Linked DNA regions of Mus musculus: region 1 is linked to region 2. Evidence: chromatin contacts called from public promoter capture Hi-C data. All regions are on one chromosome and are shown on one strand. The core of a region is the stretch at or near the end of the contact, and the rest is flanking DNA. Distances in the headings are between cores, read along the strand shown.

Region 1 (4,125 bases), core at 75-2,574, 190 kb after region 2:
CCCTAGAACCATACAAACATCGTGGTAGTGTGTATTTGTCATTTCCATATTTGGGCGGTAGAGGCAGGAGAATGAGAAGTTCCAAATTGTCCTTAGTTACATGATGAGGTTGAGACCAGCTTGGGCTACAGCAGGCTCTGCCCCAAACAAAATAAAAGCTAATGACATCAAACATGTCCTAAGTGGCACACTTCTGTTTTCTCTGTGGGCATCTCCCCTATCAGATGGACTCTTACAAACATTTTGCTGTTACGTTTCTTGCAATACTACCTGGGATTGTTATTTAGACATCATAAAAATCATTATTTTTTTTTAAAAGGATGGCAGTTTTGTGCCTGCCGAAGAGGAAACAAAGTCCATGCACATAAGCCAGGCCTCCCCCCACACACACTCACTCACACACACACACACACACACACACACACACACACACACACTCACTCTCTCTCACACACACACCCACAGACACACTCACACACACACACACTCACACACACACTCACACACACACACAGAGACACACACACACTCACAGACACACACACACACACTCACACACACACACTCTCACACACACAGACACACACACACACAGACACACTCACACATACACACACACAGACACACACACTCATGCACACAAGTTTGATCTGTTAGAAAACAGCATTTTCTCTCCACATCACTTTGCAGAATAAAAGCAAATGAATAATTGATAGAGCTTTTACAAACATCTAGCTTTTCAAATCCTTCTAGAAAAATCCAGTTCGATTACTCGCAGCCGGCAGTTCTGTGTAAAATTTATAATTCCCGACGGGCCCACATTCCTCAGAAATACATCATGAACATTAATTTTTTTTTAAAGCAACACACACTAAAACCCACGAAGCCGCTGCTTTCTCTGTGTGTGCAAACCAGAGCCCTGCACTCTGAAGAGGCTCTTGTGTTTACTGCCTGAACGCCCTCCCTGAGAAGGTGGCCCTGAAATACACACAGCAGACAATCAATCTCCTGCTTTATTTTGACAAGATCTTATTCTACTGTGCTCCTTGCTGCCAGGCTGAGGCTGTGCAACTCTCAGGGAAACACTGCTCTCTCTGGGCTCTGGTAAAATCTGCAGACCTTCAAAGAACAGCACTCTCAAGTGGACCAGAGGATGGCGTACTAGTAAGTGAATCTGGTAGCTGCCCTGGAGCCCCAACAGACTTACCAGCAACAGGTGACTGCGCCATCTGGCCTCAGGGGAGGTCTGAAGTTTTAGAATGCCCAGACAACCCCGCTGCAAGTCGCCTCTTCTGACTAAAGTCTCCACCTTCGGCAGTCTGACTGGGGTTTTTCAGAATTGGGACGGCCACGGGCCCTTCTAGGGCGTGGGTAACTGGGACACCTCCCCTCTCAGTTTGCCCACCTACAGCTGGCCACAGGGACTGGCCCCTGGAGAGGTGGCTGATGTTCGGTTAGAGAGTGCCCTGAGAGAGCAATTCTGCGGGAGACTTCCTGTTTGGGGAGGAAACCTCACTGAAGTAATTAGTGGCTCAGACTGCAGAGTCTTTGGTACAGGAATTGAGGCAGGATGGCAAGCTGAAGCCAGGATGCATAAAATGAATAAATGTCATGGAGAGGTTGGGCAGAGACACTGAGACCCTTGGAGGTACAAAGCCAGCATTATGGTAACAGAAAGTAGCGAATGATCAATTTCTAGGAGGGTAATTCATTGCAATCACCATGGCTGTTACAGGCTTCTCGAGAATTCTCTCAGCAGTTTGTGCTGATAGGGGGATCTTCTTTGTCACCACATGCCAGACAGTGCCTATAGCAGAAGATGATGGACAGACCGCTCTATTATCATTTCACTGGAAATGGTAGATAAGGGCACACGCCCACTCGCTGCTGGCTGCTGACTGCTGGGTTCCAAGGCTTTGAGGGCAGCCCAGAGTTCAGGAACGGTGCTGTCTGGGCTTGTGTATGGGCATATCTGACTGTCTTCAGCGTGTCAGAACTAGCAAACTTGCAGCCCAGTGAAGTCTGTTGCTAAGCACACACGTCCCAGTCTGTGGCTTTATAAGGACCAGCAACTAGAGCAGGTCCATATTGCTCTGACTGGCAGTCCTCTTATGTCTGTCCCTAACAGTAAAGCCTCTTGGGGGTAGGGCTAGATTCTGGAATCACATGGAGTCCAGTGCAGGCCAATACAGAGACTGGTTTTGTTTTCTCTTTCTTCATGCCCTGACCTGTGACTCTCTTGCTCTTGGCCTGCTCTTTCCATCTGAGTTTGAATATACTCCTGACCCACCCAAATCCCACTTCCTTGGAAATACAATTCCCTGTTGTCGGCATCTATCAGCTCCTGTAGTCCTGGACAACATTTACCCACTCTGAATCAACAAGTAAGGCTAGGTTAGCAGTTGGTTGCCCTAAATATGAACTTGAGTTTAACCGCATGCTAACAGTGTGACCTTGGGAAGGCTTCTTTCCTACTCTGAGGGTCTCACTTAGACCAGGTTGGTCTTAAAGAAAGACCTTGAACCCTTGATCCTTCAGCCCCTGCCTCCCCAGTACTTGGGATTACAGGGATACTCTACTATGTCCAGTTTATGTGGGTCTTTGGTTGGAGCCCAGGACTTCATACATAATAAGCAAGACTTTGGACTTTGCCTACATCCCCAGTGTTCCCTATTTTGACCATTAAGTAAAACAGTGACTATGGAAGCCCTTAAAGACACAGGTTACTCAGTGTTTGCCTGTTGTCTGAATCTGCTCTCTGTTGCTGGGGTACCATGTGATCCCTGGACAGTATCAGCTGAGGATAGAAACCTGTGCATCACCCCTAGTCCCTCATTCTGAGCTGTGCTCCCTTGATGCTGGAAGATGCCTGCGGAGGCAGTGGGGTTCAAGGAGGACTCTCCATCACCAGTGAGCCCCAGAGTCACCCAAAGCTCTGAGCAGCAGGATTTGGGACAGAATTCCTGACTCAGTACAGGAGCCCTTTAGCCTACTGTGTCCCAGACAAGGTTGCTGGGTGATCTCCAGGTCCCCTTAGAGTAGCAGTTCTGAGAGGAAGGGACACTTCCCCAGGAAAAGACACCTGCTGGGTGAAGTGGAAAGGAGCTAACATACTCTCTCTGTAGTTCCTTAGGGTTCTACCTGCTCCCATTGGGGCTTTGCTCGGGGAAAACAGAGGTGCATTAAGGTGTCCATCTCTAGCCACAGAGCCTGGATCTCTAGGAGTAAGGCTTTCCAGAATACCACCCCCAGCCCAATCAAAACTCTTGATGTCTGGGCTCCAGTTGCTTCCTCCCCTTCTAGCTCTGACCAGTCAGGAGCCATCCCTCTAAGGACCATCCGAGGGACTCATGTCATCTTTTACATTGGCTCAGTCTTCGTGGGGGCACTGGTTTGCTGGACACAACCACTGCTTCCAGTTTGCTTCTGACCCTTGCACAGGCAAGGCTGGTCACCCAGACAACCGAGCACTGGCTCCTTGTCATATCCCACACTGTTCAGGTCAACTCCACCAGGAGGGTCTGGGTCACAGCCACCTAGAACAAGTTTGCCCTCAGAGACATCCAACCTCACTGTTGGGGTTCTGCCTCCTCCATAAGCCTGCCGGGAAGAATGACAAACCTCCACCCCACAGGTAACAGGCGTCTATAGTATGGGGAGGTGGTCACTGTGGAAGGCCTGCTCACCAGCCTCAAGAAGGCTTTGCTCTCTTCACAAGTGCTGGGATAACCCACTCCACCCTTCACTGATCTCATACTCCTCCACATCCATGCCATTGGCTAGTGTGATGCTCTTGGGACTGTCTCCTTGTTTGGACAAGCTTAATCTCCTAAACTGAGAACTAAAGAGGTACAAAACAAGCAATCAGAGCTGGAGAGCAGTTCAGTGTAAGAGCGCTTGCCCAGAATGCTCTAACCCTGTGTTTAGTTCCCAGCATGGAAATTAATGTATAAGCACCAGGCTGCTGGCATGAAGCGGAAGACAGACCTGACTACGGAACGGTGATATCCATAGTTGCTCCTGTGGGTGACCAAGGTGACAGGTAAAGATGTGTTGTTTGGGAGGGCTAACTCTTCTGGTGGAGGGCTTTTACACTGTAGGGGCAACTGGGCAGAGGTCTACTCA
Region 2 (4,164 bases), core at 749-3,248:
ATGCTCGAGGCCTGGTGCCCATTCTCGCTAAGTGCATAGACCCTTGCGTGCTAGGCAAGTGCTCCACCCTAGCCACACACACTTCTTAAATGTTTTCTTCTGAGACAGTCTGATGAACACTCGCTCTAGCCCAGGTAGGCCTTGAACCTGCGATCTTCCTGCCCCAGTCTCTCAAGGAGCTAGAAAGGGGAGGCCTGCACTAACAGGTCTTGGGTTTTGCCTGTCATTTATTACCCGGTCTCCTCATCTCCACTGAAGGGTGATAATGGTACCTAACACCTTAGGGACCTTAGGTACTGTTATGGGATGAAGTCATTGTTCAAGTTCCCCTCAGAATAGGGACGAGTGCTCTCCCACCCTGCGCTGACAGATGGGTGTAGCTCATCTTCCTCACTTGCACAGGCAGCTGAGTCTGGGGCAAATATGCCTCCTGTCCTCCTTCCTCCTCTTCTGCTCCCTCCTCCCTCTCCTCTTGCTGCCTCTCCCTTGCTTTCTCTTCCCCCTCTCTCCTTCTCCCACCCCTTTACCTCTTACTGCCTCTTCCTCACCCTCTCTCCCTCCTCCTCCCCTCTCCCTCCTCCCCTCCCTCCTCCCTCTTCCCCTAAAGGGGCTCCTACCTATGGCGGGTTAGTTTAGCTCCTCCCACACCCACACTGGTTTCTGAGTATCTCCTTTAGGGGTGCCCCCACACCTTGGCTCATTCCTCCATTCCTCCTGTGCCTTCCCTTCCCTGGAGATGGTCTGGAATATACCCAGGAACAAAGAAAAACAAGTCACCGAATCAGAGTCCCTACCACACCCTAGCAACTGAGTTCTGGATAAAAGAGTTTGAGGGTGGCCTTGCAAGGTTTTTCTTTTCTTCTTGTTACCAAAAGTGTGAGTGAGGTTCGGAGTTGGGAAGACCTGAATTTGTGTACATCCTGTCACTTGGCTACCCACTGTGGCCAGGTTACTTTCGAGCCTCAGTTATCTCTCTGTAGAATGGGTAGAGCTGTAGAGGTGGCCTATTCTTATAATGCCAGCTACTGGAAGGCTAAGGAAGCAGGGTGAATTGAGCCCAGGAGTCTAAGAGCATCCTGAGCAACAAAGAACAGATCCTGTCTATCTCAAGCAGTGCTGATAATGATAAAAATAATGATTAATGGGCGGAACAGTACCTAAAATTATCAGGGCCTGAGCACCTGGAGGCAGAGTCAACTGACCTCTGTACTTCTCAGGGCAAGACCGGACAGTGGACAGCCTGGAGCACAGCCAGCCACCGGGATGCCTGGGTGAGCAGGAAGCTGGCCCGCGGGGTAGTGGACACTTCCGACCGCCTTTTGAAGCGGGCAGGAATGCAGAGATTCTCAGCCAACACAAACACTCAGCATTGCTCCAAAAGAAGCCAGATCTTAGGGGAAGCGGCCGCTCCTGTCCTGGGAACCGTTTACCTCGAGTGTCAGGTCCCCAGCGAATCCAGTCCCACCTCAGTTCCACCTAACTCCTCAAACGCGCTTCGGAGGAAGATGATATTTGCAGTCGCCCTCTCAGAAAGTTCTGGCTTCGCGAGCAACGTCCTCGTCCGTTACATAAACCAAGCCTGGCATTTTCTAAGTCTACCCTGACAGTCCGCAACTCTAGACCCCCAGTTTTTAAAGATTCTCAACGACCCCCGAGAAAAGCCTAACTGGTGACCCTGCAAAAAAGTTTGGTGGTCTCTGGTGCTCATCAGAGGCCGAGAAGACCGTGCAGAGCGAGCTGCATTGGGGTAGCAGGTACCCCCCCCCCCCGACCTCTCAGAGGAACCTTCCGGGGGAAGGGTGTCCCAGAAAGACCTGGGCACCTTGGGGAGTTGTCACCCTAACCCAAAGTTTCAGTCACTGAGAGTTCCCAGTCCTCCCCCATGATAGACTGTACCCCGGCTCTGCGCCCCGCGGGTCCCTCAGGTTACCTGCGCGCCGATGGCCGTCATGCTGCGCTCTGGTAGGCAGCGCTGTCGCCTGGCCTAGCTGTCGCACTCGTGCACTTGTGCTCGGCCACGGGGCTGGCCCTCTATCTGGGCGGGGCGCAAGCCGGGGGCGGGGGCTTCGCGGTCACTGGGCTGCTCGGGTTACGCTGACTCAGCAGCGCCCTGGGTCCCAGAGAAGGGGTGAGCGGTGACCCGGCTCGCGATCTTCCCCTGGATGCAGATTCCTCGAGGACTGGGAGATTTGGTTCCAGTCCAAGATTGAAGGGCCAAGAGTCGGGAAGGAGCACCTAGGTGCAAAGTGGAGGATCCCGCCAGGATTCTGGTTTCTACACCGGGTGTGTGACCTTGGACCGCTAGTTTAACACCGCAGAGCCTTGGTTAATAAGTGAGATACTATGTGATTGGCTGGCCTGTTACAAAGCTTTTGTGACATGTGAGTGGACCAGAACCTTCACTTGTCTTAGTTTACTCGTTAAGGAGGATGTGACGGCGTCCTTGACTCCTAGTCCCCTCGGGAACTATCAGCAAACACTAGGTCAAATGTGGTGGCAGATTCCTGTAAATCCAGCATTTGAAGGGCTGATGCAGAGGGATTGCCTTGAGTTAAAGGCCAGTCTGGGTTATTTGAGCAGCCTGGGATACAGGGTCAGACTCTGTAATCACGGAGAGAATGGAGGAGAGGGTTGGGAAGGAAGAGGAGGGGGAGGAAGAGAAAGGACAGGAGGGAGGAGGCGTGGAGGGGTGACTAAGAGCTTAGTGCAGCAAGCAGGAGGCCCTAGATTCTTTTCCCAGCCGCATAAGTAAAGGAGAGTGGGAGGGGGTATAGATGGGTATGCTAAAATACTCCCACCCCCAAAGGGTGGAAGGTGTGGTCTGAGGGCGAGGGTTTCAGCTAGCATTTCCTACTTCCTTCCTCCAGCCTGGGGAAGAAGGTGGGTGGGGTCCTACATAAAATAAAATAAAGTAAGATGCTGACTAAGGACTAGATTAGATGGAATAAATCATCTATCTTGTTCTGGCCAGCAGATTGCTCTCTTGTTTACCTATGGACATTGAAAAGAATACACTTATATCCTCTGGAAGGAGCCATGAGGGAAACCAGGAAGATGCGGCCTCACATGCATTCTCTGCTTCCCAGTTCATCTGATTCCACAGAAAGCTTTGCTCAGCCCCAGAGCCAGTCCTGGGGCAGACAGATAGGGTGTGGACACATGTCCCTGCCTCCTCTTGCTTTCCCACTCTGAGTGAAGGCTAGCTGAGATGCTGGCTGCTGCAAACACACATTGCTGGGCCCCTCCCTGGAACTTCTGACCAGTGGGACCAGGCTGAGACCTGCCGTGAGTGGCGTTAGGTACTGCTAGCTCTGGGTTAGAGCCTGAGCTAAGACTAAGGGCAGTCGGCCAGGTCCATCCAGCCACTTGGCTTTTCTCCATCCACCGGCCTCCTCTCCATGGCACTACCTGCTTTCTCCCCAGTCCAGGATTCTAGAAGCCAGGTGTTCATTTCTCCAGTGCAAGGAGCACCTAGCTCTCCCCCAGCCTGGGGGCCTGGCTGTCCTTTGAAGCAGTTCTAGAATACTCTCTGGAGGAACCTGGGTTGCTCTTTTTCACCAGATCTGAGCATGGCCCGTGCCTGCATTCCATCCCCAGGACTACATAAGTGAGGTGTGATGTTATAAACACCTGAGATCACAGCACTTGGGAGGTGGAGTTGGGAGGATCAGAAGTTTAGTCATTTTTGACTACATGATAAGTTTAAGGCTAGTCTGGGCCACATGAGACCTTGTCTCAAAAAGAGGGAAAAAAAATAGTTGTCCAGTTTCATAATCTGCTCCCATCTCGTGCCTTCTGAGAGTGTACATGTCTGTGGGTAGGGTGCCTTTTAGCTGTTTATACAACAGCTAAAGACCTTCTTGCTGACAAGGCGGTCTAAGAAGCAGAAATGAGGAAGTGTCTGTCCAGTTCCCAAAGGGAGTACAGAACAAACGCCTGGAGTCTGGGTGGGGCTTGTGCCAAGATCTGGCACCCTAGGCTTGAGGAACCCACAACACTCCCTCAGCACACACCCTCTTCCCAGTGCCACAACAGAGGCAGACATTATCCCGAGGCAGAAGCAGAGACATTACAAAGAGAGACCCTTGTGGTGGCACAGGCCTTTAAGGCTGGCACCCTCGAAGCAGAGACATGCTGATCACATAGGCTAGCCTGGGTTACTCA

What was found. Capture Hi-C pulls out chosen DNA fragments and counts their contacts.
Region 1: a promoter capture Hi-C map of adipose tissue shows a contact between it and region 2. The contact joins the promoter of Steap3 here to the promoter of Tmem37 in region 2. A contact is called at or near these places in 1 of 39 promoter capture datasets (liver), 2 of 484 Hi-C or Micro-C datasets (liver and nephron progenitors) and 2 of 9 other capture datasets (adipose tissue and liver).

The regions. Positions count from the first base shown.
Region 1 is chr1:120,257,554-120,261,678 of GRCm38.p6, forward strand. Steap3 (STEAP family member 3) reads right to left here and starts at 1,325. Exons shown (of 5, transcript NM_001379355.1): 1 at 1,208-1,325. The coding sequence starts at 1,229.
Region 2 is chr1:120,071,782-120,075,945 of GRCm38.p6, forward strand. Tmem37 (transmembrane protein 37) reads right to left here and starts at 1,999. Exons shown (of 2, transcript NM_019432.2): 1 at 1,931-1,999. The coding sequence starts at 1,951.